Regions from separate parts of the Mus musculus genome. Here region 2 is linked to region 1. A link is a contact called in public HiChIP or PLAC-seq data. All regions are on one chromosome and are shown on one strand. The core of a region is the stretch at or near the end of the contact, and the rest is flanking DNA. Distances in the headings are between cores, read along the strand shown.

Region 1 (7,954 bases), core at 2,951-5,450:
ACCTAAGACTGAGGAAGGTCTGGGCCAGTAGCTGGGTCTTTTCTCCCACATCTGTGCAGATTTCCAACTGGAAGCCCACTCTGAGCACCAATAGCTCTTCCCAGGGCAAAGTGTGACCTGATCCATCTCTCTCAATGTCTCGTCTGCTCCTTGCAGAGAGAGACACACACACCTTGTTTCAAAGCAGCTGAGTCTGGTGTGAAAGTGGAATGTGCACTTGATCTGTATTGAGGCTATTGGACCTGTGTTGTGGCTGATCAATATCTGTGTTAATCGTACCCCAGTATTCCTCGGCTTATCCTGGCTTCTTTCCCCCACAGTTGTTGGCCCCCCTCAGTGGTGAATGAATCTCATGCAGGGACAGGACAGACTCCCATTGATCCCACTTCCAGTAGCCAAGAGCATCTTCCGAGTAAAGCTATGTCCGTCAGGAATGTGAAAGCCCAGGAAAGGAGCCCACATATTTTGTCCTGTTCCACAAGGCAGCATTTCCATTTTCAGAGGAGGTCAGAGAGCAGCAAAGCTGCAGGAAGCTGCCCTGGGCAGCTCTGAAAGTCACTTGGTAAGCAGGTACTTGGCTGACTGTACCCTCCACTAGGCTGACTTATGTTCCTTGACTATGTGGCTCAGTGCTCCAGGGTCAGCGACTTATATTGAGGACCTCAACATACCCACTGTGGTGCCAGACCAATGTCCAGCCAGCTGCTGACTCTCAGACATCCTTCTCTGGGGAAAGGAGGCAGGAGCTCTGCTCCTCAGTGGTCGTAAAGCCAGGCTCTTTGGTGTCCCTTTCCTTCGAAGCTGACCTTTCTCAGGTCATCCTACCCCCAGCTGTATTCCAGCAAACTTGCTGTGACTTTGAGCCCAAGTCAGACACCCCAGGGCCCCGAGGCCATGGAACAAGGAGAGCCTGTGCTTTAGGCTCCCTGGATGATGAGAATGGCAAATTGTTCATGTCAAGGAACAGGGGAAGCCTGACTAATCCCTCAGGGAAGCTGTTCATAGACCATAACAAGGTGCTTTGTAACTAGAGTCAAAAGCACAAAGAAGCTTGCAAAGATTCCCTAAAATCATGGTGATCCTGGCCCATTAGCACAAGTGTATGCAAACTGAAACATCTAGGAATAAGAAAGGCACGCAGACTTGGTGTGCCAGGGCTGGCTGGTATTCATCCATAGGAGGCCTCCCCTTTTTGGAGGAGTAGATGGGGGTGGGGTGGGGGAGGACTAGGAGAAGAGGAGGGAGGAGAAACTGTGGTCAAGTCGGAAAGTTAATTATTTTAAAAAAGAAAGACATGCAGAGGCTCCTCTCCCAGTCTCTCTCCCCATCACTAGAGCAGATCTTGTACTGTAGCATGATGTGTGGGGTGTGAGGTGGGATTAAGTCACCATTAACAAAAGCCAGCAAATACAAGCTCTCTTTCTGCCCCACCTTTTTGTTCAAACCAACTCCTTCAATTTCATTTAAGAAAGTTAGTACTGGGAGAAGGTCTAGATGAGTTAGGAAATTCCCTCCAGACTCTCATGGTCCTGCAAGAAGTAACTCCTTATAACTTAGTCTTACCCCTCAACACTTCCTCCTACCTGTCTAAGTTGAGATCGGGCACATCTAGGAGAACATCCACAGAGACTGATCAAAGACTTCCCTATTGCCTAACTTCAGGCTTCAGCTGCCTCCAGCCCTGACTACCACTAGATGTCCAGTCAGTAGGCTTTTGAGTCCCCATGGTTCCCATTTATGGGTAATACAGTCACATGTCATCAGCACGCAACTATAGGAAAGGGAGAGGCAAGGCCAACACCCCCTTCTCTCTGTTCCTCTGTGTGGTACTCACCTGTCAATGGCAATGGCCAGTAGGGCGTTAGTGGAGACGTAGAGGGAGACGGTACGCAAGTAGTTGACAGAGGCGCACAGGACATGACCATGCTCCCAGGAGAGCTGGCGCACCACATAGTAGTCCATCTCAAAGGGGCAGCACACGATGGCCACGAGGAAGTCTGAAATGGCCAGGTTGGCGATAAGCAGGTTGGTGAGGTTGCGGAGCTTTTTGTAGCGGGCCAGGGCAGTGATAAAGATGAAGTTGCCGATGCCACACACTAGCATGATACCCACCAAAGCCATGCCAATGACAATCTTGGCAGCAAAGAAAGTCCGAGAATTGGTCACATCTTCCTCTTCATCCAGGGGCATGTCATAGTCACCGTAGCTGAAAGTGAATGGTAACGAGCCGGTTTGGGCTTCATGGCCATCGAGTGCAGAAAAGAAGTCGGTGAAGGTGTCTGTGGTATTCTCACCCAGAGCCCCGACAGTGGTCTCCATCTAGGCAGGTGCACACCCCTGGAGCAGTCCCACTGGCATCCGCAAGGTTGACGACTCCTCTCTGCAAGCACTTGGCTCTCCCTCGGTGAGTCAGATCTTTCCAGCCAGCATCTGCGGGACCCGGTATCTGAGTTCCATTTTCAACCTTCGAAAGACATACACACAATTGGTTACATGTTGGAGGGAACTTTGGATGAGTTTAAAATCATCCTGAAACCTATGCAGACCCATTAGCCACCTGCTCACGGCACACACAGATAATGGAGTGGAAGAAAGGGCCAGTGAGAGAACCCAGGAGAATGCAAACCACATATCCACTCAGCCGGGGAAGGCTGGAGGGCCGGGAAGACAGGCTCCAGCTCCATTTATTTCCACTCCAATGAAAACCAAAAAGCTATGCTCTTCCTCAAGCTGCGAGGGTGAGACGGTGGAACGCAGAGGAGGCCTGTCCTAAACCCCAATCCCTGTGTGAACACCTGAACTTTGTCCTTGTGGACAGCCCCATTCTGAGGTAGCAATAGCTGCTTCCCACAGCTGGAAAGAAAGGACTCGTCTTGGGGCTCAGCATAGCACAACTGCAAATTCACAGAGCCCTGAACACAGAGAACCGAACCTGGAGCCTCCGTTTACAGAGCCCTCCTACTGGAAGGCTTCTGCAAGCTTCCTGTGTCCCTGTCAAAAACCTGCTGTGGCTCTACAAGCTTGGCACACTATGTGCCAAGGCTCGTCCTAGTCGAAGGTCACAGTCACAAGCTGTCACTTAACCCAGAGGGCTAGAAGGGAAACCTGAGAGCAAAACCCCTTGGTGAGAGGTGTGTCCTCAGGTTAACAGCTTAAACACGCACGGTTTTCAGTTTAAACACGCAGGGTTTTAACATCCTCCAGGCAGATCGATACTGTCTGTAAAGATCAGAGCTGTTGGAGAGGCAGTGAGTGCTATGCCCCAGAACCACCCAAGTCAGTGCTCAGGCCTCCAGGCCAGCTGCAAGGAAGGGAGGGAATCCTGGACTAAAGACCAGCATCCCGCAGGGCAGGGATGGGGAGAGAGGGTCTGTCAGTAGTGAATCTCCCTCCTGACTTTTCCTTACACCTCTCCCAAGGCATCAGGCCAGGGAACTGGATATGGGAGAAGATCGGGGTCTGGAGTACACCCTAAATGTCAGAAGGAAATAAAATTGCTCAATCTGAGATCCTGGGAAAGGGAGGAAGTAAGTTGTCCCCAAGATTTGCCCCAAAAGCCTGCTGCCCAGTGATAAGGGGGCAGGGCTGAAGTCCCTCCGCACCCCAGGAGGTTCGTCCCACCTGAGCCCTCTCACAGTTCTTTCGTAGGCTTTGCCCTTCTCTCCTGGTCAGCTCAGCCCCCCCCCCCCCCCCCAGCTCTGCTCCCATTAGATAAGAGGCAGAAGGCAGAGCTGAGAGGCCAGCAGACGCTGCCCGGAGCCCAGGCTCATCCCTTCTGAGGGGTACCTCTACAAGCATGCTGCCAGCTCGGCTCAAAGTTAGGATTTAAAGAAACGGTCCAGAATCGCCTAGGAGAGAGAGACGGTTGGAGGACTTGTCCCCTGGTCTTTCCTGGAATTGTTCTCGCCCTGGGGAGCAGCCCACTACCTTATGTCCTCTGCTGCTGGGGCTGCAGTCCCCAAGGACCCTCTTCATTCACCTAAGGCTGTGAGCGGGCAGTCTAGGCTCCGTCCACCCTCTACACGTGGTTCTCAGAGCGTCTCCGGGGCTGTCGGTACCTGCGAACCAGAGCGAGGATCTCAGACGCTCCTCCGGAGCTCTGCAGCAAGGGCTAGGAGCACCTCTGTCTTCTGAGGGTCTTTCCGTGCTCGAGTGGCAGCTGGCCTCCTACTACTTCGGCGGACGGACACACTGAGCAGAGGCTAAGGCCAGCCAGCCCCGCCCACAGCACGCTGTCTCCGCCCCGCCCCGATGTTCCCGCCCATATTCAGTGATCTCCCTCCTGCTGTCTCTCCACTTTCCTCTCCCTTCTGTTCCCATCTTTCACTCTCTATCCCTCACTCTGGGGACAGGTCCCTAAGTCGAGTGGAACTGAGGATGCTGAAGTGTCAGGATGCAGAATGTGTGGCTCCGTGTGTCGCCTGAGCACCAACTCTAAGGCGACCCTGCATGGTGTGACCAGGCTCTGCCTTTCTTGAGCCCCTGGCACCTCGAGTTCACTGGCCCATTGCCGCCCGAGTGGGCGGACTGGTCACGGGAGCTTGGCGCCTTCAAAGGACAGAGAATCCCTTCCCCTGCTGTTCTCCCTGGCTGGGAGCGCTCAGACCTCACCCCTGGGCTTATCTCTGCAGCCCTCAGCTGAGAGCATTGTCTGCTGCCTGGCCTCTGTGGTAAGCTCTTAGGGATTTCTGGAGAATGGATTCAGGAAGGAAGCCTCTATGCCATGTCTGCTCAGCAGCATGACCAGGTTTCCAAGTGTTAAATAGGAATCACCATGCAGCCAGCAATCCCATCTAAAATACACGACTGGAAAAAAAATTGAAAGCAGGAATTTAGGTATGTGTACACCGATCCCCACAGCAGCTCTAGTCACTGTCATCAAAGGGCAGAAGCAACACAATGTCAATCAACTGATACAAAGAAAACAAAGGAGTGTGTGCATATCTTCGCAGTTTACTAAGCCTTCAATGTGTGTGAACTGTAACAGGTATAACTCTCGTGTGCAGTGGCAGAGGTGTAAAATGGCGTGGCAGCTGTGGGAAATAGTACAATGCTTCCTCAAAAGAAAAAAAAAAAAAAAAAAAAAAGGCTTTCCCTACCACCCAGCATCTCCACTCCAGGTAATTCCTTAAAATCAAATAAATACAGGGTCTCAAAAAAATCAAATAAATACAGGGTCTCAAAAAAATCAAATAAATACAGGGCCTCAAAGAGATGTTTGCAAATTCTGTTACAGTGTGGGCAGCCCTGAAGCCACGTGTATTAATTATTTTCCTCATTGCTGTAACCAACACTGGACAAAACCGGCTTGTCAAAGTAAGGGTGAGGTTAAGAAAGGATGCAATCAAAACACAAGAAAATCAAGAAGAGGGAAGACCAATGAGTGGATACGTCATTCCTCCTTAGATTAGGGAACAAAATACCCATGAAAGGAGTTACATCGACAAAGTTTGGAGCTAAGACGAAAGGATGGACTATCCAGAGACTACCCCACCCGGGGATCCATCCCATAATCAGCCACCAAACCCAGACACTATTGCATATGCCAGAAAGATTTTGCTGAAGGGACCCTGTTATAGCTGTCTCGTATGAGGCTATGCCAGTGCCTGGCAAATACAGAAGTGGATGTTCACAGTCATCGATAAGATGGAACACAGGGCCCCCAATGGAGAAGCTAGAGAAAGCACCCAAGGAGCTGAAGGGGTCTGCAACCCTATAGGTGGAACAACAATATGAACTAACCAGTACTCCCAGAGCTTGTGTCTCTAGCTGCATATGTAGCAGAAGATGGCCTAGTTGGCCATCACTGGGAAGAGAGGCCCATTGGACTTGCAAACTTTATATGCCCCAGTACAGGGGAACGCCGGGGCCAAGAAGTGGGAGTGGGTGGGAAGGGGAGCAGGGCGGAGGGAGGGTATAGGGAACTTTCGAGATAGCATTTGAAATGTACATAAAGAAAATATCTAATAAAAAATAAATTAAAAAAGAAAGAAAAAATAAAACAAATAGCACTAAAAAAGAAAAAGAAAAAGAAAAAAAAAGGATGCAATCCACCATAGCAGGGACGGTGTGGCCACTGGAGTGTGGGGCGGCCAGTTGAGCTGCATCTGCAGTTAGGAAGCAGACAGAGATAAACACTAGTGCCCAGCTAGTTTCTCCTAGTCACTCCTCGGAGTCCTCAGCCTGTGGAATGGTGGTGTGTACATTCAGGACTAGTCTTCTTTCCTCAGTTAAACCTTCCTAAAAACATCCTCATTGGCATGCCCAGAGGTTTGTCTCTTAGATAATTCTAAATTCCATCAGGATAACAGCAAGAGTGAGTAACCAGCAGAAGACCACCCAACTTGATGCCCAATTATATCACTTTAAAATTTCAATACTCCATGCTTGGTTCTCAAAGGTTCATGGCTGCCAGGTGGTGGTGGCGCACACCTTTAATCCCAGCACTCGGGAGGCAGAGGCAGGCAGATTTTTGAGTTCGAGGCCAGCCTGGTCTACAGAGTGAGTTCCAGGACAGCCAGGACTACACAGAGAAACCCTGACTCGAAAAACCAAAAGGAAAAAATAAATAAAAAAAAAAAAAAGAGGAAAGGTTCGTGGCCATCTCATAAAACAAAATGTATTCACCACCCCAACTTCAGAAGTCCTCATAGTCTCTAACAGTCTCTTCTAAGACCTGGGCAATCCCTTTAGTGTGAGCTCCTGAGCTCCTGTTTTTGTTGTTTAAGTTGTATAGCTCTAATTTACAACGGCATAGGGTAAACATATCCATTCCCAAAGAGGGACAGTAAAGAATGATAAAGCAATACTGAAACTCCGGCAGAGCAAACACCAAACTTTGCATCTCCATACCTGGCGTCTGGGACTTGGTGTATCACCATGTGGCTACCAATGGGCAGAGACAGCTGGGATGGCTATTCTTGGTTGTCAACTTGGCTATATCAGGAATTAACAAAAAACCCAAGTCTCTGGACACAACTGTGAGGGGCTTTTAGCTAATTGGATCGTTTGAGCTAGGAAGACCCACCTTGAATCCAGATCACTTGAGGTGGGAAGACTCACCCCACTCCTGTTATCACACAATCTGTATTAGTCATGGTTCTCTGGAGGAATAAAACTAATAGAATGGCTCTCTTTCCATATAAATACTTTAATGTATATATCATATAAATATATATCATACACACATATACGTATATGAGGGGTGTATTGGAGTGTTTTCTAGGCTGTGGTCCAGCTCATCCAATAATGTCTGTCTATGGACAGACGACCGCTACAGGAGACAGGGAAGGAGACTTTGCTCTTGCTTCTTCACCCTTGCTCTGGGTTTCCTGGCATTGCAGCATACTTCTTTATGATTCTGGCTTATACTGAAGACTCGCTGAGACATCCAGCCTTCTGGACTGTCCTATTGCCTCAAAAAGGTGTGGCCCAGGTTTAGGGTGGGTTTTCTGACCTCAAATGGTCGTATTTAAGGAGGGTCTTCCTAGCTCAAGTGACCCAATTAGCTAAAAGCCCTGACTTAGGTTTTCAGTTAATTTTATAAGTATTCAAATTGACACCCAGTAATCCTGCTCCTCTAGCCCTTCCATCTGTAGCATGTGCAGCCTCTCCTGGCCTATCTAGTTCCACTTCATTCCAAAGCTTTCCTCAGTGATGTTTCATGGTCCCGGTACCTCAGACATCCTGGGGTCTCTATCATATCTTGAACTTTCCATTCATAGCTTCATGCAGTGGCCTCTCAGAAGATCCAATGCAGCTGCATGTTGCCCGGGCCTCAGTGGTTTCTGAGGCTTGAATGGAAGCCCCCATGACCCTGTGGTTCTTTAATTTTGCATGCCTGTAAAACCAGCCCCAAGGAGATGACATAGCCAAGTTCTGCTGTCAGTTCCAGATGTCGTGTGACCGCCTAGTATAGCTGCTACAGTGGTTTCTGTGCACATTAGCTGCCGAT
Region 2 (7,954 bases), core at 4,010-6,509, 38 kb after region 1:
TGCAGCTGCTGGTTTGAGTTGGTGTTTGCCATGGGACTGAACTGTGAGAAAGAAGATTGTGTTCACCCCCAAAGACCTATTGCTGAACAGGCCCACTTCCCCCATATCCTAAATAACTCTCCTCTTCCACTACCTCTGCTGGGTGGTGGGCTAGAAGAGAGGTTGAGTGTTTATTAAAAGTAGATTACAAAAAAATTTCTGCCTACAGCTTTTCTTTTTGCATTATTTCATTGCTTGTTTTCCTTTCCCCAATTAGTACAGATAGATATTTCTTGGTGTGTTCATCTTAATAGTGAGCTTCAAATGTGTCTGTAGGACAGCTTCCTAAAATAGGAATAGCTGAGGCAAAGACTTCAATGTTACTCGCCATGATTAAATTGACTCATAGAAAGATCTGGCCAATTAGCGATTAGTGTTAAGACACTGAAGATTATAAGTGCTTAGACTGAAATTTTGATGATCAAGAACTGTTTCCTCCTGTCTGCATTTGGTGCTATTGGATGCCTTTGGCCCTCTTCCCCATGTCACCAAACTAAATAATCTTTGCATTTATTCATTCATTCATTCATTCATTCATCCATTTGTTGTTGTTGCTGTTGTAACTTTGTAATTGGCATAAGGGGACAGGTGGCCAAGCATGACTCGTGGGTGCTTCTGGAAACCAGGCTTTATCCTAACCCCCACCCCCAGTTACATGATGGAATACAGGGATCCATTCCTGACTCTGAAATCCCTCGAATCTGCAGCATAAGCCCTGCCAGGTCTGCTGTCTCACTGCAGATGGGGTCGCAGATCAGTCAGTAGGATGTTCTGTGTTCACAGTGAGATCTGCTGTTAAGGTGTTCAGTGCTATCTTCAGATGACTTAAAGAAATGTGAGGCTCCACATTTCCCCACATCTGAAGATTTCTAACGGGAAAGCTATTTTGTGAATTAAGGTTTGGTGAACTACACATACAGCCAGGAATTCAGTGAGCCAAGAGTTGAATATTTCCTATTCCTTGGATCTATTAAGATTTAAAAATCTCTAGAAGTAAATTCTAATCAATTGTGTTTTTCTAAAAGCCATATTCATGTACATCTGAAAACTGACAGAAAACTATATATACCCCTTTGCAAACTTTAAAATATCCCTATTTACAGTTGGAACCCTTTCCATCTCTAACTCTTGTCTTGTGAAGAGTTGTTTATTTTATCGATCATTTCAAAGACTATTTTTTGTTTTATTAATTAAGTCTATTGCTTATTTTAGTCCTTTATCTTCAGATTTTTACTATAGTCTGTCCTGCTTTTCCTGGTTTTATATAGATACTTTTGTCTGGCTTTGGAGGTAAAACACCCAGTTCATTTATTTTTAATCTTTTCTCTTATACATTTAAAACAAAATATCCATCAAGCATATATTTGTGTATCACACAATGTTGTAATTATTTCTAACTTAAAATTTCCATCTGATATTTTTTGCACAAAGATGATTTTATTCAGATTAAAATTTCACATTAGTTAGTGTGGTGATTGATGTTATTAAGAGAATCTAGAATCTCCCTTCTCCATCCCTTCCTTCATCCCTTGAGATCCTGGTACGTATAATGGAGGATGACCATTACAAGCATCCACTTCCTGTTTCTTGAGTGACTATAGATACGATGAGATCAGTTCCTGTTGCCCCAGCTTCTCCATGATGAACAACTGTGTACTGTTGAACTCTGAGCCAGGATAAACCCTCTTCTTGCGTTGTTTTTGTCTGTGTGTATTCTATTGCAGCAACAGGAAATGGAATAAGGACAGGTTTATTTTTCTCATCCTCTAGGTGTTTGTTACTGAAGGTCTCCACCATGGGCTCCACAGATCTGGCTCTCCACTTCACATATCTGAGTTCTCTGGTTACAGCGAGCTGGTAGTGAGAAGCTGAGCTCACACTTAATAAAGTTTAAAATGTAAGATTAATATAGGATGCTGATGAAAGCCTTGAACGTATAGTTTGGTTTCAAAGAAGTCTTGCTACAGCTCCTATCTTTATCATGAAAATGAATATCTCCCAGATTAATGCTAAGCTTTGGTGCCATTTTCCTTTGAGATGTCCTTACTGCTGGGACTGTGCTGCTCACTGGCGACCCACATAAGAGGCTCACTCTGTCTGTCCTCTGTCCCCTTCAACATCATCACATCCTTGATGTCAGACTACGGTGTGAAGGTCTATTTGTTTACCACTAGTACCAGTGCTCATCTGAAAAATTCTGACCTAAAGGTTGGTGATGGAGCACAGCACTTCATTAAAATTTCTTCAGAAGGAATTGTATTGCACAACCAAGTTGAAACCCAGTTTTAATAAATGTAAGTTAAAGCTATATACATAATAACAATTAAAGAAATAGAAGCCACAAATTTGAAAAACCAAGGGGTGGGGTTGGTACAAAGGTTTGGGGGGGAAGAAAGGGCAGGGGAAATCATTATATCAGGTACTTTTCTGTGGCTGTGATAAAAAGCATGACCAAAGCAACTTAGGGAGGAAGGGTTTATTCGGGCTTATAGTTCTGGAGATTCGGGGTCCATTACCACCACCCTGGTAGGGTGGGGAGCATAGGAGCAGGCAGACAGGCAGGTCACTGAGGCAGGTCACTGAGGCAGCATCTGAGAGCTCACAACCAGATCCACAAGCAGGAAACAGAATACAGCCTGGGGATGGCAGAAGGCTTTTGAAACCTTGAAGCCCATCCCCAGAAACATATCTCCTACAAGACCACACCTCCTGACCCCTCCTCCACCCCCAAATCTTCTACCAAGTAGAGACCAAGTATTCAAACATAAGAGTCTATGGGGGCCGTTCTCATTCAAACTACCACAACAACGTGATTATATTTTAATTTTAAAAGTTAAAAATCTAAGTTAAATGCCAACTATAGTAAAAATATTCATTCCTTGACAATCACATCTTTTAAAATCTTCCTTTTCACCAGTCCCTGCATTCTCATTGTTACAATGCAATGAAAAAGTGTCCCAAGATCAAGGCTGGAACAGTTTAAATCCACTGACTACGCCGTTAGAGAACAAGGCACTTAACTGACGTTAGGGAAATTAATTTTAAAAAGCAAGCTTTTAAGCTGGGCATGGTAGTGTAAACCTTTAACCCCAGCATTCAGGAGCAGAGATGTACATTTCTGTGAGTTCAAGGCTAGCTTGGTCTCCATAGTGAGTTCTAGGACAGCCAGGGCTACACAGAGAGACCTCAAAAAGAAAAAAAAAAGTCTTTAAATAGTGCTTTTGAACTGGGGGTGTGGCTCAGCTATTAGAGTATTTGCATAGGGCCCAGGATTTAATTCCTAGCACTGTATAAGTCAGGTGTTATGGCACGTGCCTAAAATTCCAGTACCCATGACATGTAGAAAAAACAAAAAACAAAACAAAAACCCTGCTCTATTGCAGACCACTCTCAGCTTCAGAGACTCTAACGCTGACTCACCTTTTCACGTGTGTCCTCCTTCACTTTGGCTTACTGTCACTGTCCAGTTCTCACCCGTAATCTTACAATCTTGGTATTTCTCAAATAGTAACTTTATACTCATCAGCAGCCTCCCTACCCACCTACCAAGGCCCTTAACAACCTCTGCTCTGTCTCCAAGGGTTTGCCCATTTTAGACATCTTATACCAGCACGTTTTTAAGGACCACACCGTGGCCCATATCAGAGCCTCACTTCTTGTTATGGCCAACTGTTCCACTGTGCCCTTAGTAGGCTCTTTACTCACTCACTGGCCAACAGGCACTTGGCACATGTAATGTCTGACTACAAAGACTAATGCTCTGAAGGGGCGACCTACAGTTCAATGGATGCGTTTTCAACATCCTTGAATTTATACTGAGTGGAAGGGTTAAAGGACCCCTTAAAGATTGAGTCAGTGCAGGATGGGAAGAAGTCAAGGACTCACAGGTTCACCAACCCCTCCACAATAGAAGGTGTGAGTGTTAATCTTGCTTTGTCACTTGACTGGACCTGGGGTTAGCTAAAACCTGTGCCTCTGGGCAGGGCTGTGAGGGTGTTTCCCTGAAGGACGGACTTGGAAATGGGAAGAGACCCTCCCCGAGGGGGCTGCCACCCAGAGGTTCGTGCAGATCTAAAGCAGCGGGAGGGCTGCGCTGCTTCTGCCACATGCATGCCCTGCCCTGCCTGCTGGTGAACACGGCAGCCCTACTTCTGCCCCTGTGCGATAGATATCCTAGGCCAGCACATGCGATCTCACTTCTTTGCCTTTCCAATGTGCAACAAGGACCAGCGGCTCTCCTGAATCCGCTAGGCCGCCATACCAGATTGGACTGCTGAGGACTTCTCTCAGCCTCATGCACTGGGCAGCTGCTAGCGCTCTGCCTCTTCAGGGTGAAGCCATACGGACTACCCAGCCCTCCTCACGTCAGCCAATCTAAGAAATCCCTGTAGCATACATACTATCAGTTCTGCTCTTCTAAAGAACCTGATACGGAAGGGAAAACAAGTTTGCAAATAAGCCACAGCAACTGATAATAGAGAAATATTTATTCTGTCTTTCTTCAGTTTAAGTAAATTTAACCCTGTGCAATTACATGGAGAGACTCACAAATACGAAGAAAGCATGTGGCCCCTTTTGTTCTAAGATGTGCATTTTATTTCCTCTTGAGTGAAGAATGACAAGGAGCTTCTGGCTCACTGCTTTCTTGCGTGCGCCCAACTGGCCAGGAAGAACGACGCTGCAACAGGATCTTTCTGCACACGTTTATTCAGTCCTGTTTCTTCTTGTTTATATCTCCCTTGTTTATATCTCCCTTGTTTATATATCTCCCTTGTTTTTATATCTCCCCCGAACCCTGGGCCTCTCACTCCTTTTATACTCTCTCTCATCCATGCACCGCAGGCCACGCCCCCTCGCCAGTCACGAGGCTTCAGCTAATCAGGGCAGCAGGGGCAAATCTCCACCAAATTGGATTCACCTGTATCCTGGTACACCTAAGCAGCACTCAAGATGTTTGTGTCTTATATGAGGAAGTCAGGTGAAAGTCATATGACTTAGCTGCAGTCCCTGGCGCCTTTGGGACTGCCGCCACACCCGCTCCCCACACTGCTTCACGAGCTGATGTACCCCAATCTGCAGACTGCTCAGAGGGAAGCTGGCCTAAAACCAGACATGCTCCATCCTTGGAGCAGAGGCTTCTTCAGAGGCCAGAACCCTATCCACAGCAGAGAACGCACCTCTCAGGTGACCCTCTGAGAAGACAGTGGCTTGAAGCTTCTCGTGTCCTCAGTGTAAAGGTGCACAGAGCAAGCAAAGGAGTCGGGCGGGGCATGGTGTGGGCGGGGCATGGTGTGGGCGGGGCATGGTGTGGGCGGGGCATGGTGTGGGCGGGGCATGGTGTGGGCGGGGCATGGTGTGGGCGGGGCATGGTGTGGGCGGGGCATGGTGTGGGCGGGGCATGGTGTGTGCAGGGCGGTGTGAGAGCCACACAAGGGCTCCGCAGTCGTCTTCTTTATACTCTCACAGATATACATACGCAGTTGTGGATGCACAAAAACCATTTCCTTGCAAGGCGAGTACTGCTGCCCTATAGGTTAACAGGATCATTTTCAGCACCTATTTGTTAATAGTCTTCCCAGGATTCAAAGGACAAAAGCCGTAAATGAAATCACAAAGCCACATCTAATATATTAGAGACGTGGCACACTGCTGGCTGTCATTTGTTCAAGTCTAGCTTTGTGGGGCCTCTTTCAACAGCAGTGTGGGGTTGTGCTCTTCCACTTTTCTGTAATCACCTGGCTAAGCTTGCAGGGAGCTCTATAAAGACCTCAGGGCAGAAGATCAAAGGTTTGTACAACCTATGGCTTTTTATTCGCAGTATGTAAAGTATTTAGAAAATATCAGACTGCCCAACCTCTTTACCTGCTTTCACTGATGGATACATTAAATAGGCACCAAAATAGGCAATAGCATACATCCACCTATTTCACTGAAGGCTGGTGTTTCAATGTTTCAAGTGCAAAGAACTATTAAAAGAAAAAAAAAATGAGTATGTTTCCCACAGAGAAAAAAAGCAAATGTGAGTCATTGCAGAAACGCTACTTTTTCCTTCTCATAAACCTTTTTGCTTCTTTCAAAAGCTCATCCACATCTTCCTGCTCCTCATCGTCCTTTCCTGGGTGCCAATCAGAATCTTCATCTGTCGGCTCATAGTCTTCCTCGTCCTCATCGTCACTGGGTTGCCCGACATCATCGTCATCTTCATCCAGAGCAACTCTGGCTAAAAAAAAAAAAACAGAATATTGACAAACCACAGCAGTCACTACTCAGCCTGGGTTAGGGATGTCTCTATTAGAATGTCTACCTTCAGCAAGACTTTATTAATATATACCTTACTACTGTAAATTTATTAATATATACCTTACTACTGTAAGTTTATTAATATATACCTTACTACTGTAAGTTTTAGAACAGACAAGAAAGTGATCACTTGTTTCTTATTGTCCTAACTCTCCACAATGAGGTCCTCTCAGTCCCTCCTGAGAGGGTCATTCTCCCGTCCCCACTGGCTTGGCCACAGCAAGTGCCACCTGTAAGCAGATGCTTGGAAACGGAGTTTAAGAACCAACCTGGAAGCTTCTCTGGAAATCTCAGCGGCAGGGGCGATCCCCAGCTGCAGGCCATCAAGTCATCAAGTCTGGAAAGTCCCAGCAGGCCTGGAGTCTCTCCAGGTTGTTCCAGGTCCCGTCTAACTTTAATCTGATCTTGGACCCCAAACGGCTGTAGGAAAAGACTTCCTGCCAGATCCCCCACCTCTGTTCTTTCTGACTCTTCCCGACCCTGACTGATCTGTCCACGCAGAGTACTTCACAGTTTGTGGGGAAGATGGCTTAGGGCTTCTCTGCTGTTCTAGATGCTCAACTTCTCTATTGCCTGCAAATCCTTTACTACTCTATAATCTCTCTGATGTTTTAAAAACATTATTTTAAATGTTTTAGCTAGTTTTTTTAAAGTATTAACACCTGCACTTTTGTGCAGAGTTTTGTTGTGTTTGTAATATCCGCATGTGATGTAGCGCTATAGCTTAAATGAATGCCCGAGTAATATGTCCACCCTTTTACTGCTACAGCCCAGTATGTTTACACTTCTCTCAATATCACAGCTCATTTCAGAACGGGTTTCAGGTAGCTTATATTAATGATAATGTAATAATATAATGCAAATAAAAATAACAGCTAATAATAGAAAAAGCAGAACATATAAATATCAACTCAATTTTAAAATACTTATTATACATTGAGCACAAATAGTTTAAATTTCTCAGCAGCCAAAGCTAAAAGGATTACATAGTAATACACACAGTTCTCATACAGAGGAAGCGCGCACCCCTTCCCAAGGGAGACACTGTGGCCCACGTACCTGGAGACGCATCTCCTACTGAACAGCTTGGAAAATGTTTCCTGTTCAGCTAATCTTAACCCATCCTCATTTTCTTATGGCAAATGCATTCACAAAATAGCTTAGATGTCAAAGCAGCTTGAAACTGAGGAGCGGAGTAAGCAAGGAAAGCCAGTCTCCACCCTCGCGCATGCTCCTCTTGGAGGTCTCTCGTATGCTCGTTAGACACGAACACAAGCAAGCATTTACTGTGCACTAGCACTTAATATGCTATCGCTACCTCAATGAGCCGGTGTCTTTCAGATCTAGAAAACGTCTTAAGGATCCACAAGAAAAACAGGCCTTAAAGCAGAACCCAGACACCTAGTCTGCCTCTGCTGGGTGCTCTCACCTCCGTGTTCTCATTTTAGACCACCTATGTTTCAAGCTGGGGCCCTGTCTCGAATTAATTTATTAATGATTCTATTTAATATTATTTCCTAACTCTTCCTGTGTATGTCTAAGCCCTGACTAAATGCCACCATTCTGGACTCCATCATATGGCTTCCTGAATACCATATCCACTCAGGTGACTTAG

The links. HiChIP or PLAC-seq counts read pairs in DNA pulled down with a chosen protein or histone mark.
Region 2: an H3K27ac HiChIP or PLAC-seq map of embryonic stem cells shows a contact between it and region 1, with 6 read pairs. The contact joins the enhancer-like site here to the promoter of Prokr1 in region 1. A contact is called at or near these places in 8 of 39 promoter capture datasets (the 3T3-L1 cell line, the C10 cell line, the HPC-7 cell line and 4 more), 5 of 484 Hi-C or Micro-C datasets (DN3 thymocytes, the HPC-7 cell line, embryonic fibroblasts and 2 more), 3 of 115 datasets of contacts at active chromatin or transcription factors (embryonic stem cells and extraembryonic endoderm stem cells) and 3 of 9 other capture datasets (adipose tissue, liver and pancreatic islet).

The regions. Positions count from the first base shown.
Region 1 is chr6:87,586,543-87,594,496 of GRCm38.p6, forward strand. It overlaps Prokr1 (prokineticin receptor 1), which reads right to left and starts at 4,201. Exons shown (of 3, transcript NM_021381.4): 1 at 4,059-4,201; 2 at 1,835-2,464. The coding sequence starts at 2,319.
Region 2 is chr6:87,623,917-87,631,870 of GRCm38.p6, forward strand. Aplf (aprataxin and PNKP like factor) reads right to left here. Exons shown (of 10, transcript NM_001372332.1): 10 at 4,509-6,259. The coding sequence ends at 6,078. Among named protein-coding and RNA genes, the nearest start is that of Gm46964, 11 kb to the right of the region's middle. Within about 2 kb of position 5,260, at least 9 of the 459 cell types and tissues checked have an H3K27ac peak or open chromatin away from gene starts, as enhancers often do. A contact at or near this core is called in embryonic stem cells, where this site is marked.